2 separate regions of the Gossypium hirsutum genome follow, and region 2 is linked to region 1. The links are chromatin contacts, called in public Hi-C maps. All regions are on one chromosome and are shown on one strand. Each heading gives the region's core, a stretch centred on a gene start, on an enhancer-like site or on the middle of the called end of the contact. The rest is flanking DNA. Distances are from core to core; before and after follow the strand shown.

Evidence for each region. Hi-C and Micro-C count contacts between places; a contact is called where the count stands out from the background.
Region 2: a contact with region 1 is called in a Hi-C map of leaf, with 2.4 times the contacts expected there. The contact joins the promoter of LOC107911823 here to the enhancer-like site in region 1. A contact is called at or near these places in 3 of 34 Hi-C or Micro-C datasets (leaf and petal).

What each region holds. Positions count from the first base shown.
Region 1 is chrD08:39,738,729-39,745,514 of Gossypium_hirsutum_v2.1, reverse strand. No RefSeq gene overlaps it. Among protein-coding and RNA genes, the nearest start is that of LOC107911857, 35 kb to the right of the region's middle. Within about 2 kb of position 5,529, at least 2 of the 9 cell types and tissues checked have an H3K27ac peak or open chromatin away from gene starts, as enhancers often do. A contact at or near this core is called in leaf, where this site is marked.
Region 2 is chrD08:39,996,450-40,003,825 of Gossypium_hirsutum_v2.1, reverse strand. It overlaps LOC107911823 (granule-bound starch synthase 1, chloroplastic/amyloplastic-like), which reads right to left and starts at 5,288. Exons shown (of 15, transcript NM_001327055.1): 1 at 5,185-5,288; 2 at 4,685-5,033; 3 at 4,517-4,597; 4 at 4,297-4,395; 5 at 4,117-4,206; 6 at 3,950-4,013; 7 at 3,793-3,852; 8 at 3,753-3,790; 9 at 3,564-3,673; 10 at 3,223-3,466; 11 at 2,967-3,143; 12 at 2,683-2,874; 13 at 2,469-2,555; 14 at 2,227-2,355; 1 more. The coding sequence starts at 5,023. The coding sequence ends at 1,981.

The DNA of each region.
Region 1 (6,786 bases), core at 4,280-6,779:
ACTGGTAAACTAATAGTCTGGGTTCAACTACTTTTGGATCTCACTTCCATGATTAAATTTATTAAATAATTTTTTTAATAATTTGAAGAATATTAGAGTCGATTAGGCTTAATTGATAAGTTGCACTTTAAACTATACATTTTTTTAATTTGGTACTTCAAACTTTTTTTATTAGAATATTCTTTCATTACTCAAATCACTTCAAATCTTAGTACCAATAAGAATCATCCACCAATTATATCATGTTCCATCAGTATTATTCATCGCTCTCCCCTCCTTTCGCCACCGCTCTCCATTCCTTCTCCCTTGACTAAGCCAACAACCTGAAAAAGAAAATCAATACGTTAAATTAATGAACTCAATACACGAGAAAGAAAATCTTTGCATTTAATTACTTACCATTAAAAGGGAAAAACTGGATGTTCTTGAGAAAGTTAAAGTTTTCTCCAATTTTGAATTAAATAATAATCCTTCAAAATTTAAGGTTCTTATTGTTGAAATATAACCAAAAATACTATAAAACTGAAGAAGTATATTAAACTTCATTAAGCCATATTAATGACCTGATACATGCAATTGTAGCAATAGTTGAGAACTGTTTCTTTAACAAACTAACTGATATCTTAACAGTCAACTAACTAACTTCCAGATACTCTAACATTCTCCTGGTTCTCAAATTCTTTGAAAATAAATGGTGCATCCCTTGTTGTGACCCGAAGAGCATGTCGAAAAATAGCAAATTGCTTGAGAGTGACAGGTTTTGTGAGCACATCAGTAATTTGACTGACTGACGGTACAAAATTGACCTGCAGAAAGCCATCAAGGACTTTCTCTCGAACAAAATGATGGTTGATCTCAACATGCTTGACCCTTGCATGATGAGTTGGATTAGCTGCCATAGAAATAGTAGAAGTGTTATCACACCAGACCACTGGCGTTTGTTCCACGGATACACCAATTTCTTTTAAAAGTTGTTGAACCCACATCAGTTCAGACACACAATTGGCCAAGCTTCGATATTCAGCTTCTAAGGAAGACCTAGAAACCACTGCTTGCTTCTTGGAGCACCAAGCTATCGGATTGGACCCCAAGTACACAACATAGCCTGTAGTGGAGCGTCTGTCTTCGACTGAAGATGCCCAGTCATCATCTGAGTAGCAAACAAGCTGAAACTGCCCTTGTGCAAAAAACAATCCATGCACCATAGTTCCCACCAGGTAGCGTAGCACACGTTTAACTGTCTTCCAATGAGGCTCACTAGGAGAGTTCATATATTGGCTAAGCTTGTTAACACAAAAAGATAGATCAAGTCGTGTAATGCATAGGTATTGAAGCATGTCAATAATGCTACGATAGAGCTGACCATCAACAAGCTTTTGGCTGTCATCAGTGGCAATAAGCTTAGGTGAGCTGACCATAGGAGTAGGAGTGGTAGTTGCCCCCATCATACCTGTTTTTAGCAGAATTTCTTGCACATACTTCCGCTGACTTATAAATAACCCTTGATTGGTATACTGCACTTCAATGCCTAGAAAGAAATTGAGTTGGCCCAAGTCTTTAAGAGCAAACCTGTTGTGAAGCTGACATATCACACTGTCAATATCTTTACTAGAACTACCTGTGAGAACAATGTCATCGACATAGGCCATAAGCAGGAGTTGGCTATCACTAGAAACGCGAATAAACAAAGACGGATCGACCTATGACTCATGAAACCTAAGCTTACTGACCAGAAATTGTTTGAGTGTGTGAAACCATGCCCGTGGAGCCTGACGTAACCCATATAAGGCTTTGTACAACTTGCACACCAACTTCTGATTGTTGGGTCCTGACACCTCAAACCCAAGTGGCTGATCCATGAAGATTTCTTCAGCTAGCTCTCCATTTAAAAAGGCGTTATTCATGTCAACCTGTCGTAGAGGCCACCCCTTCATTATAGCAATAGCAAGAACAGTCCTGATGGTGACTGCACGAACCACTGGGATAAATGTATCTTAAAAATCAGTCCCTGCATGCTGAGAAAATCCCTTGGCAATCAACCGAGCTTTATATCGATCTATAGTACCATCAGTTTTTTTAACTTTAAATAACCACTTACATCCAATGGTGCGATGGTGTGAAGGGAGTGGATACAGACTTCAGGTATTGTTGCTGATAAAAGCTTGCATACATCTCTCTAGCAAGTGTGTGCCATAGTTGTATGAACATCAGTAGGCATATCAGGTGACTTGCATGTACTGCTCAAATAAGCTTTTAGCTTGAAGATACCAGCTTTGCTACGGGTGATCATTGGATGGGAATTTTTTGGGGTAGGAAGTAGAGGTTGTGCACATGTAGTAATGTTTGGTGAAGCCATAGAGTTATTAGAGGTAGAAGAATAGGACTACAAGCTAGACTGAACAAGGGGTATCGATGTAGGCAAATTAGGTATAGTGGATGACGTGGATGGTGAAGAATTGTTAACCATAATGTTGGGTGAGAAAGGATTTTGTGGTGGTAGGCTGGGGGTTAGAACAAGCAACCTGGAACTAGCTGACATGTGGTCTTTGAGTGTGGAAGAATGGGTGCAAGTAGTTTTGAATGGAAAAGTGTTTTCATGAAAAGTAACATGTCGAGTGATGTATATTCGACCATTGTTGTCTTGGCATCAATACCTTTTATGAATGGGAGAGTATCCTAAGAAGGTACATGAAGTGGATTGGAACTGAAGTTTATGACTATTATATGGTCTAAGGTTCGGGAAACAAAAGCACCCAAAGGTTTTGAGAAAAACATAGTTGGGTTTGGCTCGATAAAGTTTTTTCATATGGAGAAGTATAGCTTAGAGGAGCAGAAGGCAGCCTGTTGATGAGGTAGATGGCACAGCTAAAGGCATCACTCCAATAAGATATAGGCATGGAAGCATGCGCAAGCATGGAGAGACCTGTTTCAACAACTTGATGATGCTTACATTCAATAATGCCATTTTGAGCTGAAGTGAAAGGACAGGTGAAACGGTGCATGATCCTATGCTGAGCAAGATAATGCCTGAGAGATTGAAACTCACCCCCATCTATTTGTAAAGTCTGTAGTTGTAAACCAAGAACGCGCTCAACTTGTCTATGAAACTGAGAAAACACAGTCAAAACCTCAAATTTCTTGTGCAAAAAATAAATCCATGAATATTTGGTGTAGGCATCAGTAAAAGCCACATAGTAACGAAAACCATTCAAGGTCACTAGGGCTGGTCCCCAAACATCAGCAACAACCAATTGTAAATGAGCAGAATACTGAGATATCGAGGAAGAGAACAGTTGTTTGTGCTCCTTGCTTAGATGACATGCAACACAAACTCTTCTTTATTTACATCAACTGACATATTACAATGTTGTAAAGCATTGAGCAATACATTTTTACAAGGATGTCCTAGTCTAGAGTGCCACACACTCAGAGCAACAGACGTTCTAGCTGTAAAATAGTGTGCCGTGCGCATAGGTTGAGAATTTCTAAAAGCATCGTTCAAATAGAGCTTGTACAGGCCATGATGCACTGATCCTCTAAAAAGTACCTCATTGGTCCTTAAGTCACGTACCTGGCACTGTGTCGGGAGAACTTCAAACATCACCTGGTTGTCTCTTATGAACTTAGACATAGATATCAAGTTTTTAGTAATGCCAGGAGTATATAAAAGTGATTTCATGTAAAGTGGTCGTGTCCTAGTGAGCAAAGAGGACTGACCAGAACACAAAACAGGGAGAGAGCTACCATTTCCAACATACACCTTACCTGGCCCATTGTGAGATGGATTATCACCAAGAGAGGTAGCAGAGTGAGTGAGGTGATACGTTACCCTAGTCAGGATGCCAAGCAGGGTCGCCTACAGTGTCAGGTGCAGCAATTAACGCATGTGGTGGAAAAACAGTAGTAGAGGAAGGTGAAACCTGTTGTGTGGAGTTACTCATATATGGATGGGCCCAGTTAGACGTAGGCGCTGACTGATAGGACTAGTTGGGAGAAGGTTGAACCACAGGTGACATAACTGACACATCAAATAGTGTCCAAGGAGAAGGACCAAGTGCATACATGCACATATTTGCTTGCGAAGAAGGCCTGTAGTTGGAACTTTTGTAAGATGAATCAAACCGATGATAGCATCGATCAACTATATATCTAGTTTTTCCACACAATTGGCATTGAATACGGGCTCCAGACTAGCAACCACGCCTACGACCCCGAGAATTTGATGCACGATAAGGTGGTACAGAAGTATTAGTAACTGACTGTGCAGATTGTTAAGAAACTAAATTGGCAGAACTAGGAGTCTCAGCCAGTATAACCTGTTGTCTAGCTTCAGCATCAATTAGCATAGTTGTGACATTCTGAACAATGTATGAAAGCTGACCAGCAAGAATGATTGAAACAATGGACTCATATTCGAATGGCAGCCCATTAAGGATAGCAGTGATATGCTCATTTGCACTGATAGCCTCTCCACAGCTAGCAAGATTATCACAGTAGGATTTGATTTTCAGCAAAAACTCTTTCATAAACATATCACCTTTTCGTTGAGAGTGTAATGCATGACGATAGAACATCAGTCGAGAAGTAGTTTTGCTACCATACAATGTTACAATAGAATTCCAAATCTGAGCAATGGTGTCAAGCCCAATGAGATGAGGAAGAACATCTTGACTTACCGAGAACAAAAGCCAGGAAACAAGAGCGCTATCTTACTGTTCGAACCTAGTGAACTCAACATTTTCTTGAAGCACCCCATCATCACCTGGAACCATCGAAGGGGGTGGTACGGTATGCAAGTCAAGAACACTTTGCAGTTTGTAAGCTTTAACAGCCAACATAGCCTGTTGCCGCCATAAAAGATAATTGGAATCATCAAGAAGTATACTCACTTTCTTGGTAGAGAAGAAACTGCTATCAAGAACACCATTAACAAGATTGGACGCCATCGTGGGTGCAGTAGACTAAACAGCGGAAGAACTCGATGGTTGATCCATGCAACAACCAAAAAGAACCGAAACTTAAAGCATCAATCCCAGGAAGAGAGAGACATTTAATACCATGTTGAAATATAACAAAAAATACTCTAAAACTGAAGAAGTATATTAAATTTCATTAAGCCATATTAATGACCTGATACATGGATTTATAGCAATAGCTGAGAACTGTTTCTTTAACAAACTAACGGCTATCTTAACAGTCAACTAACTAACTTCCAGATACTCTAACACTTAAAACAGAATTATCAAAGATAACAACAAAGAAAGTGAAAGCACAGAAAGCCGTGGAATCAAAGGCATTACCAACCAATGTTAATGATCGTTTGCAGTTTTGGTTTTAATGGCGATGGAAGATGTTTGGCCTTTATGCTTTTATAGAGGGGAAATTATGTTGTGGAGGAATTAAGAAGAACGAGAGGCAACCAATAGAAAAATTGAGGAAAATACAAGTTGTTGGCTTAGTCAAGGGAGAAGGAAGGGAAAGCGATGGCCCGGGGGAGAGAGAGGGACGGTGAGGAGAAGGAAAGGGTCGAGGTGGAGGAGGGACAATGGGAGAGAGGGAAAAGCGATGGTAGAAGGAAGGAGTCGAAAGGGGTGGGGTGTGGGAAGTGGAAGGAAATATATTTTTATTTTTAATATTAATATAATTTTGTCATTATACACAATTAATGACTAAATCAAAGTAAAAGGATAAAATACACAATTACTACCAATTGAAAAAAAAATATTATCGCATTTGAGATCATATAATTATACTTAATATTCATATTATATTTTTTTTTGTTTTTGTGCACAGACCTGAACCTGAAACTTCGTACCTTTAAATCCAAGCATGTAATAATCTGAATCTAAGAAAATCTAAATATAAGAAAATTCAAATTTGAGAAAGCTCGAGTCCAAAATAATTCGAGCCCAAAATTGACTCATGATCGGTCTTAGGCTCGAGACCAATCCAAACTTAAGCCCGAGATAGATCCAATATAAAACTAAAAAAAAATTAAATTTATGAAAATATATTTTAAATATTATATAATTATATTAAAATTTTATAAATCAATACATCTTTATGTTAAATTATAAAATTCAAAAACATTAATTATGAATATAATATTATTTTTAATGCAATTATTATATATGTATAAAAAATATTCAAAGTTAGTAATTAATAAAATTTAAAAATTTTAAGTTTAATGATTATATGAAATATATAATGATGTAATATGTTAATTTAATGATATGAAAATCAAATTAAGTTCCTATCGAATTTATTAAAATTTTAGTAATGAAAAATCATATTTGTATGTACTCACTGTATCTATAATTCATATGAAAAATGAACACAAAAACTTCTTAATATATATATAATTTGTGACATTTTGATGAATATGAGTTTTGGATTACGAAATTTATCAAATAACACGATTTTTGTGTTTCTACAGCAAGGCATAATAGGGTATATAGGGGCACGGACAAAATTTGGATTATTTATTATTATATTATATTATTTATATTTAAACATTTTATAGTATTTTATGATTTTTTTGTATTTTGTTAGAATTTTTTACTTAATTATCGATAATTTTTATAAATTTATAATATTTTTACAACATTTTAAATTTTTTATAATATTTTAAACTACATCTAGAATGAACTAGACAAATAGATGTTCAAATTCAAATAAACTTGAATGTTCATTTCTCTAAGTTTATTTCAGTATATATATTTTATATAATTTTAGGATTTTAATTCTTTTAATATATGATACGTGACAAGCTATGTCAGTATATTT
Region 2 (7,376 bases), core at 4,039-6,538, 260 kb before region 1:
AATGCATGTATTTAGGATTATAAAATATGAAAATATATGTGCATATGTATTATAAAATGTATATATATTAAAATTATAAAGGTCAAAAATGTATGTATGCATATGGAATATAAAGTGTGTATGCGTGTATTACTAACAGTATGCATGTATATATTTATACAATAAAGTTTTGAATCAATGGTATGCGCAAGTACATGGTTATAAAAATAATCATACTCTAGTAATAATATTATATAATAATAAGAACAATATTAAGAATAATTAATTTAGTAATAAAATAACTAATAGAGGGCTAGATTGAAGCTAAACGAAATTTCAAGGTATACATTTGAAATAATAAAAATATGGGATAAAGGGCTGATTCGTAATGCGCTAGAAGCATCAGGGGGCGAACAAGCAAATATGCCAGGCCTCTCCGTGCGCAGCGCTTCGCGGGGGACGACGCATGGTCTAAGGACCAAAACGAAATAGAAGCAAGATTCGTGGCCCAAATGAAAAAAAAAAACCAAAAAGGACCGGGTCGCGCTATGTTGCAAAAGTGGAGGGATCGCCTGCGAAAATAGCCCCTCAAATCAGAAAATACGCCGATCCTACGGTCGGACGGGCCGGGTCACGGTTCAAATACCAAACGGCGCCGTTTTGGCACCTAAAGTCTCTGAATGAAACGACGCCGTTTCAATACTAGTATAAAAGGTAAATTTTTTTTTAAAAATCTTCATTTCCCTTCCCTCTTCCAGAAAAAAAAAAGAAAAAAGATTTCATTCTCTCTCAGGCTCTCTACCTCCGGCCTGGATCCCGGCCGATGACCACCGTGGCCGCCGGAAAATTCAAAAAAGGTATTTTTTTGCTACATTTGCGTATATACATATATATTTTTGAACAAAACAAAAGTAAAAATAAAAAATGAACAAAAAAGTTTTGGAAACTAAAACTTTTATCTTTGTTTCTATTTCATTATCTTCTTTTTTGTTTTTGATTTTTTTGTCCCCCCTATTACAGCCTATTCGGCTTTTGCCGAAAGAAAGGAAGAAAAAACCTAAAGAAAATCCCCCCCTTACAATCGGTTCAAAATATGGCTTTATAGCCGAAAATTTCAATGTTTGCTGTCTTCTTTCCCCTTTTTTTTTGTGCTGCTGTTGCGTGTTCCTTTTCACTTTGCAGGGACTGATGGTGGCGTAGCAGTGAGCAGGTGGAGCAGAGGGCAGGTGGCTGAGGTGATGGTGGCAGAGGCATGGGAGCGGCAGCTGAGGGCAGTAGGTTAGGGTTTCAGTTTTCTGAAACCCTAGTTTGACTGGTGATTGGGTCTGTTGGGCTTATTGGGCCGATAGTATTGGGCCATTTGGGTTAGTTTTGGGGTTTGTAAAGGGCCTATTTGGGTAGGTTTAGTTTGGGTTTAATTAATTTGGGTTTTGGGTCTCTGCATGTTGGGCCCGGGCATAAATTGGGCTGTACACCATATTATAAAAAAATTTGCTGTTCAACACATTGTAAGAGAATGGGATTCTTCATATTCATAGCCTTAGACTATTTTCCCCCTCTCAATTCTCCATCCTTTTGAGACCCAAAACATCCATCATTTTACCTAATTACAATATAAAAAAAGATGGAATATAGGACATATATAAAGCTCAAATATGATGCAAGCATTCATTCACGTAAGAAGACACCTTAAGTAGAAGTTGAACATTTTATCTTATTTCACATTGCTCACTACTCATAAAACCATGCAGAGAAACTGATTCTCTTTTTAAGTTCTTGACAACATTACTAACACCCATTAGCTGCTATAACTATGGATATATATCATACTATCTCCTGACTTTTCACCCTCAAAAATAGCACTACTGACTTCACGTATGGCAGGTCAGTTTGTTTTCCGCCGGTCAAGCCAATGGCTATCGAGAGTAGACAGGTACTTGGACTTGGTTGTCTAAGAAAACAGGTTACTAAGCTTTATCCATAGTTGCCTTCTGATTATGCTCAGGGTGTGGCAACATTTTCCTTGGCAAGAGGAGCAACCTCCTCTCCTTCAATGCCAGGTTCACTGCCAGCCACCCCGAGGCTCAACAACATCTTCTCCCACAACCTTGATGGTCCCTGCACAAATCAATAAATTTCCATTTAAACCTCAAAGAACTAGAGATGCGTATTCGTTTCTCCCTAGAACTCTAAATTAGCTACATTATCCACCATATGCAAGACAAGCTTCCTACACGAGCTACTAACCTTCCATGAAAAATCTTGTGCCATACAATTCTGGATCATTTCTTTCAGTGCTTGAGTCCCATATGTTGCAAGAGCTCTCTTGACAGTTTTTACCACCTTAATCACATCACTTGGATCCACTTCATCACACTGCAAACACATCCCATTGAGATGAGTGATCTTCCCATAAAAGGTGGATGAGATAAATATAAATATATCATTCACGGAGCTTCACACAAAGACAAATAATTTTTACTACTTACTTCAACATTGAAAGCTCCCATTTGGAACCCTGTGAATCCTTCCTTGACTGTGTCAACAAGTCCACCAGTAGAGGCAACTATCGGAACCTATAGCACAAAACCGATAGCATATCGAGGTTAATTTGATCCGGTACAATGAGACTAAGATTAACAACATAGTGCTTATGAAATCAAATCAGTTAGTTGCCGAAAAGAGATGGTCAGAAGCATTTACTGTTCCATATCGCATAGCATGCAGCTGAATGAGACCGCATGGTTCGAATCTACTAGGGACCAAAATGTAATCAGCACCAGCAATAATCATATGGGCCAATGGGACATTGAATTTGGCTACTGCTCTAACGTTGTCAGGGTATTGGATCTCCAGCTGCTCAATCTGCTTCTCCATGGCCTTTTTGCCTGTGCCCTGAAAGGAAAATAGATCCCTTTATTAATACTATACTCGTTGAAGCAACGGTAACAATCACAGAAGGGGGAATTCTAAAATTTGACACTAACAAGGACTACAATCTGGCAATTTTCAGCAACTAATTTCGGAATAGCTTCTGCCAAAATATCTGAACCCTTCTGCTCTTCTAGCCTACCAATGAATCCGATCAAAGGAACATCTCCGTCGCAAGGCAATCCCACCTCAGCTTGAAGAGCTTCCTTTAACAATGGCTTTGCCTTCATTACCTGCATTGACAGTTACTAAAAAACGCGTCTCCTAATACCACAACCAACGGGGAAACTGGATGCTATAGAAAGCACTTACAGTTGTTGCATCATATTTGACACTGATGTATTTGTCAGAGGCAGGATTCCATTCTTGAACATCCATGCCATTCACAATGCCGGTGATGCCAGTTTTACGAATGATGTTATCAAGTTCTACACCTTTGTCTTCACCAGATACAAGCTCCTGGGCATAGTATGGGCTTACAGTCAAGACTCTATGTGATTCCAATATTCCAGCCTTCATCCAATTAATTTTCCTTCCCTTGACGGGCTTGTTATACCTGACGATGAAAACCTTTTAAATCCTTGACCAAAGAAAACAATTCATCAATACTGTAACAAAAATAGTAACAGCAGCAGCACTTTTGGTTTCATTACCCATCAATGAAATCGAATGAACTCTTGAACCGTTCAGGCAAATTGAGACGTTTGAAATCTGCAAAGGCAAATCTTCCCTGATAGGCTATGTTGTGGATGCAAAATACAACCTGACATATTTATCACGCACAATGTAAGATCCAATCTTCTGCTTGCTTAACTTAGCGTTTCAGAGGCCATCAACCATACCTTTGCATTCATGTAGATACCCCTTGACTGGTACATGCTTTTAAATAGCATGGAAGAAGAGCACTGTGCCAATCATTTGCAATAAAGACAACATCTTCCCCTGCAGAAGATGGTGGTGAAGCACATTAGCCTAAACCATTTCATGGAAGAAGAGAGTTAAACTTTCAAGGTTAGAACTAAAGAGGAGGACTTCATACCATATGGTCCTGAGAAATTTTTACTGCTATTTAAATTTAGAACTCTAGGTGCCTCCAAAGCAGCCTACAAACAAACAAAATAAAAATGGCATTAAATTAGGTTGACTTATATTTGAAAGAGACAATATCATGGTTAGACTCAGGGACATGGCAAATTTTTTTTTTACCTGGCATAACAAGCTGAACCGCAGTTGATTGTCTTCGTAGTCCAAACCTGCTCTGGGGCCATAGATTTTGGATGCTGTTTTGCCCCATACCTGAATTATCAAAACAGCGACCATAAGAAAATTGATTGAACGAGAATCATTTACCAGGAACATTAAACCAAGGCAACAATCATTTCAAACCTTCTCAAGGAACATGGGGTGATCGACAAAGACACGATCAACTCCACGTTTGTAGCAGTGGAAGAACCGAACAGTTACAACTTTGTCTCCGACTTTTAGCTGCATATTAGGATCTCAAGTTTAAGAAATTAATCCAAACATAGATCCTTTTAGTGGAATATGAAGTACTAAAAAAGTAAAATATGATATCTCTTGAATCGAGCAGGATTGGAAACCTTACATCAACTAACACACTTGTATCCCATGCATCCTTGTACTGATCATAGCGAGGACACACTGTCATAACACGGTGTCCTTTGGCCTATTGAACGATAAATAAGCAATAGCGGCTAGTTATCTCACTTAAATACCAAAACCAAAGCCAAAATCTCTACTTATATGTACTTACAGCCATTGCGGGAGGAAGTCCACCGAGGACATCACCAAGTCCACCAGTTTTGCTCCAGGGGCCACACTCAGCTGACACAAACACTATATTCATCCCTATTCCGCAAATAATTTTTCCCAAAGGCCTGTGATCTGCCTGTTTCATGGCTTTCGTAACGACAGCCTTTGCGTTGGTGGTCCTCATCTGCAACCTATCGACCTTGTTCAAAGACCGCAAACCATTGTGAGTCATGGCTTGATTCCTGGCACCAACCTGTGCAAGATTGGCCTTAGTGTCTGCTCCATGGCTGCTGAAATGTGAACATGTCGAAACAAAGTGTGAGGTTGTCAGGGTTGCCATTGATCGAAAGCTGATACCAAAAAGAAAACCAAACCAAATTAACTAAAGACAAAAACCCAACATTTTATATAGCTTCAAGAGAACGTAGGGTGATGAAAAGGAAACAGGAACCTATGTAACTGATACAGTGGATCACTCAAAATCAGCTAAGTTAGCAGTACCTCAAGAACTCGAGATGGTTCACTCACTGAGTGCAGCTGGGTTAGGAGTGATGGAAGTTGTTGAAGTGGCGTGGTCACTGAAGTTCACCTAGGATCTGCCAATTTGAACTGATTACAACGTTGAACTACAATAAAACGTGGCTTTATGAGAGAGGAGGAGTCTCATCTCAATGTCTAAGTGCTTCCCACGTGGAAGGTGGGGGCCCTTAGCATGGTATGAGTATGCAGGAAATTTGCGGTCACTAGTCACGCTTCAGTCTTAGGTGGGTTCATAACTGGTGGGCTCCAACAAATGTCTGTTTCATCGTGAAAAAAACTTGAAAGTTGGTGGATTGCTTTTCCCGATATCTTATAATTTTAGTACTATGAATTGAAGTTAATTGACGGTGTGGAATTAGCCGTGGCTGTATTTTTGCCTCCTTTTTTTACTCTTGTTTTTAGTGCAAAAATCGGTAGCAGACAAACTTTTAGGTAGCGTAAGCGTTGGATTAAAATTAAGTTGAGAATAGTTTATTGAGTTGATGAATTTTATTTTGTTGTTTTAATTTAATTTAATTTAATTTTTTTGAATTAGGTTGGGTGAAATGGAATTTAATTCGAGTCGAGTTGAATCGAATTGAATTGAGTAAGATTGGTTGAGTTAGATTAAAAAAATTAAACATGTCAAATTAACATCTTCTTACCATATAATTAATTCTATTTTAGAGTATATAAATTTGAAACCATATATATTTGATTTTTTTTTAATTTCAAAGCAAAATAAGAGAAAAAAAGGATAGTTTAGTATGATAAACTTAAATCCTTAATTTACTTATTTAAATCCTAAAATTATTGTTTTAGAATCCCTTTTAACTTTTTTTTTTATATATTCTTTAGAAATTTTTTATTTTTTATAAAATTTTTAAAAATATATAAATTTTAGAGATTTTATAAATATTTGGATCTTTAAAAATTATTTTGAATTTTAAAAAATCAATTTGCTTATTTTCAAATTTTAACAATGGTTGAATTAATCGATTTAATTAACATGAAATTTATTTTTTTTTAGTTTTTTTGAATCAAATCGAATTTTGCTCATTATACTCTTAAGTTCAGTAAATTTTTTTATAAAGTATATGTATTTCATATTATATTTATATTATTTTTCAACATAATATTTATTTTATAGAACAATATTATTTTTAAGTTTTTGATATAATGATAAATTATGTTTTCATCATTTATAACTATATCACAATAGAAATTTATCAGCTTTTCCGGTCATGTGTATATTCCTTGGCATCCAGCATCGCATGTGCTGTGGAAGATATTTCTGCCAAATTTATACAGTATTCGTATGGTCATTTCCCTTCATATCAATAATATTGATTCCATCAGTTCGTTAAATTTAATTAAATAAATTATTAAAATTATAACATATTTAAAAGAAAAAATTAAATCAATATTCAATTCGTAACTCAATTAATCTAATTCTTTTATTTTGAATTCATACTCAACTAATTTTCTGATCCACTTTTGAAAACTATGTTAGGAAGTTGTATTTTTTTTAATAATTTAATTATAAGTTTTGATCATATCTATTCTTTTGACATAATGCCTAAAACTACTCATAGCCCCTCTCTAACCCATAACAAGGAGGACAATGCACTTCATCACACTCGAACCCACATCCTCCTGCATTGACAACAATGTCAATTCTGATCGAGTTAAAACTCGATCAGCGATGGAAGCCGCATCCTTTTAAACCTTGCTAAAGATAAAATTCACATTTAATATAAATATTTGGTTATTAACTTAAAAGGTTATTGTTGACCATTAATTTTAATGAAATGATTTTATAATCATATATATTACAATATTTTTAAGTTTTTAATGTGTTCACATTATAAAATTTTGACTTAGAATAAGGAAAGAAAGTAAGCATTTTTGAAGTGAAAATTTGTAACATAAACTATTCCGCTTATATATATAAATATAAATTTTAACGGTGTTTTGTAAGTTATATTTTCATAATAAATTCTTTTAATTTGCTTATATTAAATAATTTAACTTACAATTTTACATAATAAATTATGGTAAATTTTAAAACAATTAAAAAAAATCTTTTTAAGTTTATCATTATTTTTACAAATTAAATAAACTATTAAAATTAAAATAGATATTGAAAAATATAAATAATGGTATGGTCACAA